Linked DNA regions of Pan troglodytes: region 2 is linked to region 1. A link is a contact called in public Hi-C data. All regions are on one chromosome and are shown on one strand. The core of a region is the stretch at or near the end of the contact, and the rest is flanking DNA. Distances in the headings are between cores, read along the strand shown.

Region 1 (5,221 bases), core at 1,914-4,413:
GGCACAGGACTTGGCAGTAGGTTGCACTGTAAGTAGAAGCTGGGATTGTTGGACTATAACTCATGGAACAGGAAATATTCTGGCAGGCAGATGGGCAGAATTCTGATGGCTCCTACAACAGGAATAGAGAGAACTGGGTTCCACTTAAACAAGGTACCTCAAAGAGGCAATCTCGCTCTTGTTTAAAACTGCCTGGGCCGGGCGTGATGGCTCATGCCTGTAATCCCAGCACTTTGGGAGGCCGAGGTGGGTGGATCATGAGGTCAGGAGTTCGAGACCAGCCTGGCCAATATGGTGAAACCTCCATCTCTACTAAAAATACAAAAATTAGCCAGGCATGGTGGCGCATGCCCGTAGTCCCAGTTACTCAGGAGACTGAGGCAGGAGAATCACTTGAACTCGGGAGGCGGATGTTGCAGTGAGCCAAGATCGGGCCACTGCACTCCAGCCTGGGCAATGGGGTGAGACTCCAACTCAAAAGAAACAAAACAAGCAAAACAAAACAAACAAACAAACAAAAACTGCTTGGACTTGGATGGCCTCATCATTGCCTCCTTTTCTGGGGATAAGATGAAAGGCTCCAATCAGGCTGACTGGCACTGGCCAGCTTGCCAGAAGGCATGGTATCCCCAGCCCTCTCTACATTATTCTAAGTTTGGAAGTAGTCAGAAGAAAATAGTATGGAATTTTAGTCCCCAAATCTACTCATTAAAACCATGTGGATACTCTACTTCACACCCTTACTTGAGGCCTTCCTGGCTCTGACACAGATTTAAGACCTAACTTTTAGTGAATTTTCTGATTCCTGGTCCTGCAAATTAGAAGAGTTCATGAAAGGACTGCTGGAAGGAAGCACAACTTGCAGTGAAAAGTGATAACTGCTCGATATTAAAAGAGAAACCTGGAAAGTTCTATACAAAACAATATCCCTGTCCACTATGATAGTGGATTTTCCTTAAAGATCACTCTCAGTTGTGTAAAATGAAAAAGATTAAATTGTGTTTGGTATATTTTGTTTCCAAAGGCAGAGAAGTATGAAATGCACTTTAAGGAAGATTTCTGTTCAGAAGTTTTGGTTTCAGTGGTCTACAGAGTTTACTTTTGTGGAACACCTCGTTCTCTGCCAAAGCCAAATAGATGAAGTGTTGCTGTATTTAGAAAATAAGGAAAGTGAAACATTTGTTGTAATAATGTGAATCTTTTAAAAATAATTGTTAAGAAAAACTATAAAACTGGCATACTTTTTAAAAAGATTATTCAGGAGCAAACTCAGCTCTATTAGGAGCTTTTTGAGGAACAATACTATTTTATTTTGGTTACCAGGTCTAGATTAGGACTCGACACTCTGAGGTTGTTTGTTTTTGGATGGAGAAATGGATAGATGCCTGGATGTGTGAATGAATAGATGGATAGATAAATGGACAGACATTGAAGAGATGGAGGGATGGATAAATGACGTTATTTTGGCTTAAGTTGCATTTAGGAGAAGTTAAAAGGATGTGAGAGAGGCATGCAGGGGATATCAACTCCAAATCAGGAACGAAATGGCTTCTGGAGAGCTCACTTCAAAGAGAATAAATTTGAGAGTCAGAGAAACAGAAAGGATGCACAGCAGTAGTGAGATCCTGGCATCCATGGCAGTCATGGATGTATAACTGATTCTAGTGTGTACGTTATAAACAAAAAAGAAAACCCCAAGTTCTTGTCCTACTTCTGCTACTGTAGATCTGGGTGATTTAGGGGCAAACCTTTTGTACTTCTCGGGCTTCATTTCTTTAATCAGCAAACTCAGAAGGTGAAACTAGATCATTGAAAGTCTACACTACTGATGTAGATCAATACACCAAACAACAAATTTCATTTCAAGGACATTGGTATTCTTAGAATACAATTAACATCCTCTTGCCTTTGTCTAAAGCACTTACTTTGCAGTCAAAATGGCTTGTCCACATTATTATTTTTTGAATGAAAAGATTTGTGCCTCCCACACGTAGGGCTTGGTGTATTGTGAATGGTAGCCTACACATACGCAAATGAGAACTGGGAAGATAATTAAATCTGAGGTGGAAATAGAGTAGACTTGTGAATGAACAAAGAAAGTGTATTTCTCTGGAAGCCAAGATGTCAAAAGTACATTTTATTGATACTGTATACTCTCAGCTTCCATGTAAATCAGTATTCTCATGCTTCAAATGTTCTAACCTTGCATTTCTGAAGAATCTATTGTGTATATTAACAGCGGCTGTGGCAGGAGATGTCAGGCATTTTTAAATTCCAGATTTAAAGAGATTCATGAATGTGCATGATGCTATACATAAAGAATTGAATGGTCAAATGCACTTTATTTTGAGCTAAAAGTTAGAACAAAAGAGATTCATGTCAAAGACTTTGGATTCCCAACCTGGGCTTTTTTTTTTTTTTTTTCCTCAGAAAATAGCCATAAAACTAAAAGAGAGAACATGTGACCCAAAGGATTCTAAAATGCTTCAGAATTTTAGAATCCTTTCCAATGGCTCAGTTTGGGCAAACTAGCTCCAGACCCCACCACTATCCAAGCTCCACCATCCTTTCTTATGACTCACACTCACAAATGAGTGCTGAGAGCCTGCCCTGTGGGGGCAGGGATGCCCTGTTAGAACAAACATGAGCTGAAGGTGAACCCAAAAGTAATTTGGTTCCATCCCTTATATTACATAGATGAAAACCGCCTTCCAGGGAGGTGAAGTGATTCACAAAGTAACACAGCAAGTCACACAAGTCTTTTGATTTCTAACCCATTGCTTTTGTCATGGCCACACTGATCCCTGACAAATAATATAAAACAAGGAAACCAGACCCTTTTAAAAAAAAAAGGTTATAATGCTATTACTTTTTTTCAAATGAGCCATTTTTTACCTTTTCACTTTGTTGCTTTTGTCTTGTCAGCTTCTTGTAGAAAGATGACTTAGTACATGAAAATTCAACTTGGCATTTTCTTTAGACAAAGTGATCTTTTAAATGTAGCCAAAATTTCTTTTGGAGTATGACTCCATTTCACATAACACAGCCTAAGATTGATGTTTACTAAGTTGGTTGTTCAAATCATGTTCGGCGCTTGGTTACATGGGCTGTTTCTTTGTCTCTGTCTCTCCCTCTCTCTCCTTTTTCTTTGTGCTTGACACAAAAGGATGGGGGCCCCAGGATCATCTGGAAATGGATCAGTGTATTCATGTGTGAGCTTTACAAAGCACTGGAGCAAAGGTGTCATTAAACGTTAGAAGTCATTCAATCACACCCATCTTTTCATACAAAGTATAGAGAGAAAAGGCTCTGTATGGTAACTATGCATAAAGCTTTGTGTATTCATTTACCCTCACTTCTTGGAGTAGCTGGCTCTTTTTTTTTCCCCCTGCCTCTTTCTCTCTTAGAGGAGGTTTGAGATTAGCTTTGCTTGTCTAAATCTGCCATTAATACTAAGCTCCTGTGTAGTGCTGAAAGCAATTAAAGTAATAGATTTTTAAAGAGAGCTTGTGGGTTTAATTCTGATTATGTTTCCTTTCAAATTATTGAGGTTTTCTTAGGCGTCCATGGTAGTGCCATGGGCATGGCAAGAGAGAAGTATGACTCTTACCAAGAAAAAGGGAATGAATGGTCTACCCTTAATTATATTTCCAGCAACCTTTTCTAGGTACTAAATGTAGAAGTCAATTAAGGGAGGTTTCAATGTATCAGTATCCTGTTTGTCCTGAAATGTAAATGGAAGTTAGGAGAGTTTTGAAGCAGATGCCATCTGCTGGATAGTTAAGATACTGTAACCAAAATAATGTGAACAGAAAACATATGGAACAGTAGATCTAAATGAATGGACTGATTGCTAATTTAAGTAAATACTACTTCCCAGGCCCCAGGTAGAGTGAAATCTCCCTAATATACTGTCTACAATGGAAATATTTAAAATTTATTTTTTTCTAATCTGAATAAAGAAATCCCTTCCTGTTCATGTGTAATGCAGATCCTCAAACTCTTTATTTAGTTTGCCATCATAAGAACAAACAGAATCAGTGCACATCTTCTGAGAAATGATAACTGCAAAAATGCCTTTGGAAGCCCCCAAAATTAAAACCAGAAGTAATATAACAAAATGGGGAAGGGTTAATATGGTTATATGGGAACAAAGGGTAAGTATATCAAATTAAAACCATATGTAAGACAAATACAGGCTAAATAGTTAATTCTTCTTTTTCTCTCTCTGAGGGACCCTTTTAAATAGAATTGGTCCTACTTAACACCATCACACTCCCACACTGCTCCCTCATTGGAAGAACCCATAGATAAAAGAGCCCCTCCTTAAACTGTACAACCTCCCTTAGAAATTGTTTATTACAGTCATGTTCTGTATAACCCCTGTTGTTACAGGATCGCAGTCTGGCCTCCTTCTCTAACTATCAGAACAGGTTGTTTCACATTTTTGAAACCCATTTTCCTCATTTGTTAAATATCACTCAGTGAATTTTACTGTCCTAGTGAGCTATTTAAAAAGTTAAGGCACAAATTAATAGTATATCCATAAACAGCATTCCCCCAAAATATCCCCGTCTAGAGTTACTACTTAGAATTAGGACACTGACAAGTTAGTCTGTGAAAAGAATGGCATTTCTCCACATGTAGAAAAATGTCCTAAGAAATAAGAACCTTTAAATTTCCAATCTGCACCTGGCTAAGAACTCCTCTGGGGATTTTGCAGAGAGGAAGGGGCAAGGGACCCATGTATAGTAATACATGTAAGTAAGATTGTTCATTTTCTTTCTCCCAATGGAATATAAAACAGTAAAACAAACTCCATATATTTCTTACATGAAGAGCTCTCAAAATGATGGCACCCAAGTTGTCAGCTCCATTTCCATTTCTGAGTCACAGATACACATATATGGCTAAAAGGAGGGAAGGAGCAGACAAAATACCAAACAGATGAAGAGAGAAAGGAAAGATGTTCCCAAACATGTTAACTGTTTGCCCACATGACTTATTGGTATGTTAATGTCTCACATCAGCCACCGCTAAGGAGAATGTCGCCCCTTCCTTCCCTCTTAGTTTATAAATGGAGTCACATTATGTAATCACCCTAATGAGGTAATAGAAACATAAGTACACAGGAAAATTTGATAGTGTTTTCTCCTAATTCATCCTCTGTTATGTTGGTCACCCCCCCCCATCCCATTAACCCTCCTTCTCTCCTCCAGAC
Region 2 (5,046 bases), core at 1,072-3,571, 190 kb before region 1:
ATAGCTTGAGTTAGGGCACAATTTTATAGCCATACAAATTCATATTGAAGTTAAGTCAGCCAACTTAGTGCATTTCAGATGAAACCTCAACGTGAAGATATATCACTTTTAGACCAAAGCAGAAGTTTATATAAAGGATATAAGCTTTTGCCCTGTATACTCAGGAATTAAACTAAAAAGAAATCTACAAATTCATTTATAGATAATTTCAATTTGAGGCCTATAGATATGTGAGAAAGGTTTCTTTAAGGTTTAATGACCAAGTTCCACGTGAGCTCTTATTGGGAAACAAAATTCTCACATGGCATTAATATACTATAAATTGTGATTTGTCAAAACATTCTCATATCCTATCTAGGGTGAAATTTAATATTGCCAATAAACTTTCCACTCGAAAAAAATGGTAAAAGTGTGCATGCTAAGCATGTTTTGTTTTGGAAAAAAAAAAAAAAAGAAGGATGACTGTTCGGAAGGCACTTTCCTGAAGGCTCCCTGAATTAATTTTTGCAAATTATTTGGAAAATTCAAAGAAAAATTGTCTTTTGAGAGATACACTGAGTATTATATTTTGTATGTCAAAGGAGCATTGAATTTCTTGTTGATATCAGTTGCATTGGCTTTTTTGGTTTTGCTTGTATTATTAATTGTTTCTACAGTTCAGTATGGATGTATAATCTCACATCTAACATCTGACATTTTAAGATACAGCATGTTCCTTTTGTTTCAGGTGGACAAAATAGATCCTTTTTTTAAGTATTTTGTGCACATCTTATGACTGTGTCTTTCCAAATAATACACATTTCATGTTGGATGGCATGGGTGTGTGGGTGATTGGATGCATGGATAGACAGACAGACGGACAGATGGATGAATGGGTGGATGGTTGAATAGTGTGTGATTGCTCTGAGAGTCCAGGTGCTGGGTTCAAGTCACAGCTTTGTTAACTCACTCCCTGGCCTATAGCAAATGAATGATACAAACCTCTGTTTCTTCAATGTACATAGTTCTGTAGAGTCGTAGGGGTGAAATGAAATAATGCATGTAAAGAACTTTGTGTTATAATTGGCACATAGTGCTCAGAAATGTTAGCTCTTATTAATATAACAATAATCGATAGATATATGGCTATAACCATATAAACCATTTTTAATTTAAGGATGAATAATTACAACGTGTAGATATCATGAATGCATTGATTGTAATACACTTCAGAATACCAGTAATTTTCTAATCATTAGAGTTTAAGCTCTTCTATCCATATATTAGAAGTGTAACAACCACAAGCTTCCTTATCTACTTATAGAATTGCAAGCATAGCTTACATATGAAAACATTCTTACACGTCATAATAGGGCAGCCAGTTGTATTAAGCATCTTGTCTTATTAAGATACCATTGTTGTGTGCAGTTAAATGTTTGTAGTTTCTTGGTAAGTGCCCTTAAGGCAGATGTCTTACCCTCCAGGGAGACACTGAGGCTCTCAAAAGGGGTAATAATATTTCAAAACATCTGAAACAGGGTTTGAGCCATTAGGCCGCACAGCCCCAAGTTTTTATTAATTTGTACTCCAGACTTCACTAGAGGAAAAAGCAGCACGATTTTTAGGCGAAGGAATAAGCCACTTGAGGTCCGCCTCTGAATCAGTTTCACAAAGAAAAGTCCATCAGTGCAGAGGAAGGCCAGCGGACCTGAGTACCTATGTCGTGGTTAAAGAAGGATGACTGGGCCGGGCGCGGTGGCTCACGCCAGTAATCCCAGCACTTTGGGAGGCCAAGATGGGCGGATCACGACAAACCATCCTGACTAACACGGTGAAACCCTTTCTCTACTAAAAATACAAAAAATTAGCCAGGCGTGGTGGCGTGCGCCTGTAGTCCCAGCTACTCGGAAGGCTGAGGCAGGAGAATGGCATGAACCTGGGAGGCGGAGCTTGCAGTGAGACGACATCGCGCCCCTGCACTCCAGCCTGGGCGACAAAGCGAGACTCCGTCTCAAAAAAAAAAAAAGAAAAAGAAGGATGACTGTTCGGAAGGCACTTTCAGCTTTTCTCATAGTTTTAACATGTGGGTCTTCCTTCTTGGAGGTGTGGGAAAAACAGTCTAAGCCTGATGAGAAAAGGCTGTGGATTTCTCAGGTGATGGCTCTCGCGAGGTCTGAGCCGCGCGGCTGGGGTCTGGCTCCGCGCGCGCCTGGACACGCGCAGATTGTTTTGAACTTGAGCAACGCCTCCTGCTAGCTTTCCACCCGATTTCTGTTTGTTCAGAGCTGGCCTCCTCTAGCAGGAAGTGCCTGCCGTTTAAGGAGTGCAGGCAATTCCCGACAGCCAACCCCGCCTCCCCCGCCTCCTTGCTCTGCTTCCTTCTCATTGGTCTGGAGGCCGGCCGGGCCTTATCCTCGCATTTTTAAAATGTCTTCTTTTGTCAGCTTGAGGTTTTCCAGAATTTAAAAGCGGAAAGGAAGAGAGAAGAACAAGGAAGCTATTAAAGACACATTAAATAAACTCTACTGGGAACAAGTGTGTGTGTGTGTAAGAGAGAATGTAACTTTTGCAAGGGAAGTTGGTAGATTGCTTATTATTTTAACAAAGAGGGGGTGTGTGTGTATGTGTATGTGTGTGTGTGTGTGTGTGTGTCCCTGAACTGGAGAAGCAGATGTTTAAAGGAGGCAGCAGGAAGCAGTTCTGACAAATGAAAGGATTTTTGATTGAATTCATGAGCTAAAGTTTCCTGCCAGTAATGCATTCAACCCTAGGCTACATAAAAGAAAAACCCATATAATTGAAGTTTAATTGCTTAACTTTTAAACATGCAACCAGAACAGGCAAGTGTAGCTTCCACAGGTAAACCTAAGTGATGCTGTAAGCTGATTTGGGGTTATTATTTATTGGTACTTCATAAAATTATGATACTTTCCCCTTTATCATGCTCCTGCTTTTTCAGTGCTTGAGTGCCAGAGTCTATCCCTTATTGTCTGTGTAAGTTAAAATCCTTGGTGCACACTTTTTTTTTTCTCTTTAAGCTGTTTCGTGAGCAGGTGCAGATGGCTTTCATGAACTGAGCCAAATGAAATGCTCTGTTTCAGCCTGCAGAAACTAAAGTTTTTAAAAACGGAACAACTGTTTTGTGCTGTACCTATAATTCAACTGGAAAATGTTTTCCCCCTTTTATGATGAAAACTGCCATCTCTGTTTCTCTTAGTGAATTTGGTTTATTTACAGCCTTAAGGAAATCTTGTCACTAAAATCCACCCTCACCACTCCTCCAGTATTTTTCAGTCTGATGATTTCACAACCAGAGCCATTGCAAAATAAGAGTACATGGGCATTTTTTAAAAATCCCTAGTGATTTTTATGAAGTTTTTTCCTGTCTTGTTTCTCATTGTATAATTAAGTAAACAGTTTCAGGAATACTCAAAACATTGAGACTGCTCTACCTTTTCATAAATATAATATGAAATAAATCACTTTACTCATCAAGGGTTTTAATTTTAAACCAAGCAACAGAAAGAGGGGCATCCACTTGGTTTGGTGCTTGCATTGTTGAATCCTCTTGAGAAACAAAGTAAAAAAGTGAATTAACTTCCTTGGATCATAGAAAGCTCTAGTGGCCATGGTTGTGATGAACCTTAGCTTTCTGCTCTAATCACACTTGCATGGGCTCTCATGCAAAGATATATAACAAGTAACCATAACCCAAAGCTGTAATTTTGCTAATTTGCTGAACCCTGAACTGAATAAAACCCAAATATTAATGTTGTAACTGAAGCAAAATATGTTCAAAAATAGACCAAACAAACTAATTCAAACCAGAATGATACTTAGATATTTTCTAAAATGATTGAACAGAGCAAAACTAGAATTTCAAAAACTTCCACAAGTCTAACCTTAAACAAACCAAGGGCCCATTGGTTTGCATCGTTTTATGAGATCCCAGCAGGAAGTGGAGGACTTAAATTCTCCTCCTCTGTTGACTTCCGCAATCAACACTGTCCCAGGGACACTCACTCTGGCAACAAATGTTCACAGGCAATACCTGTTATGTTGACAGAGAAGCCAATAGGGCAAGGTTTCTTACTCGTGGCACTATTTTCTTTCTGGACTAAGTCCTTTTTGTATGGGGCTGTCCTGTGCATTATAAGATATTTACCAGCATCTCTGGCCTCTACCCACTAGGTGCCAGTAGACCCCTCCCTCCAGTTACAAAAGTCAAAAATATCTCCAGACATTGCCAAATGTCTCCTGGGGGGCCAAATCACCCCCTGTCAAGGACCACTGCAATAGGGGAATAGTCATCAGCCTCCCACATTGTTTCAAAAGGATTTTTTAGTAGATGTTGGAAAGAGAAGCTGTGCACTGATCTTCCCAGAAGGACCACCTAGTAGGAAATAAAAGCCAGTCTCAAAGTCCTCATTTCAGAGTTGGTTTCTCTGCTAAAGCAATAAATCTTTGATGCTGAGAAGACAATGTATGGTACTACTGTGTGGCAGAACTAGTGAAAATACTGTAAGTTGTTGAAGACATTTGTAAATATATACTATAATAAAAACTCTACCTCACAACAGCCGATGGTGTTGGTGATCAAAAAATAATTGCAGAATCTTCTGATGACACTTCAATTGCTGTTTATCTTCATATTCTGGAAAAATAGCAGAAGAAATAGTTCAACCTATTAGTCTAGTAGTGTTTCTAGTTCACAGCATAGGGAGATGCTGTTTGATCCAGACTGCCTACATACCCTACAGGGAATTATTATATATTTGAGTGCTATTTCAGGAGAATTAGACATCTTAATTATAACTTTTTTAAGTTTGTGTGTATATAGTATATGCTTCTGAAATGAAATTTATAGTTATTCCATACTTCAATGAGACTTTTCATTTTTATATACTGTAATAGTGCCTTTCTGCTGGCAGTTTTCATTTAGTAGGAAGACTAATTTGTACATCAGAGAATTATTTGGAACAGTGGGTCTTGCCAAGATTATAATGTGGTAATTGCATTTAAAATTGAGCTGTGCCAATGCATTGCAAAAATAATAATAAGCCCACT

The links. A called contact is a pair of places that touch in the nucleus more often than the background predicts.
Region 2: a Hi-C map of stem cell-derived neural progenitor cells shows a contact between it and region 1, with 2.6 times the contacts expected there. The contact joins two enhancer-like sites. A contact is called at or near these places in 1 of 7 Hi-C or Micro-C datasets (stem cell-derived neural progenitor cells), 1 of 1 datasets of contacts at active chromatin or transcription factors (stem cell-derived excitatory neurons) and 1 of 1 other capture datasets (stem cell-derived neural stem cells).

Annotation. Positions count from the first base shown.
Region 1 is chr9:98,159,498-98,164,718 of NHGRI_mPanTro3-v2.0_pri, reverse strand. All of the region lies in intron 2 of MAML2 (mastermind like transcriptional coactivator 2), which reads left to right. Among named protein-coding and RNA genes, the nearest start is that of MTMR2, 130 kb to the right of the region's middle. Within about 2 kb of position 3,163, at least 4 of the 24 cell types and tissues checked have an H3K27ac peak or open chromatin away from gene starts, as enhancers often do. A contact at or near this core is called in stem cell-derived neural progenitor cells, where this site is marked.
Region 2 is chr9:98,347,061-98,352,106 of NHGRI_mPanTro3-v2.0_pri, reverse strand. All of the region lies in intron 1 of MAML2 (mastermind like transcriptional coactivator 2), which reads left to right. Among named protein-coding and RNA genes, the nearest start is that of MIR1260B, 99 kb to the left of the region's middle. Within about 2 kb of position 2,321, at least 21 of the 24 cell types and tissues checked have an H3K27ac peak or open chromatin away from gene starts, as enhancers often do. A contact at or near this core is called in stem cell-derived neural progenitor cells, where this site is marked.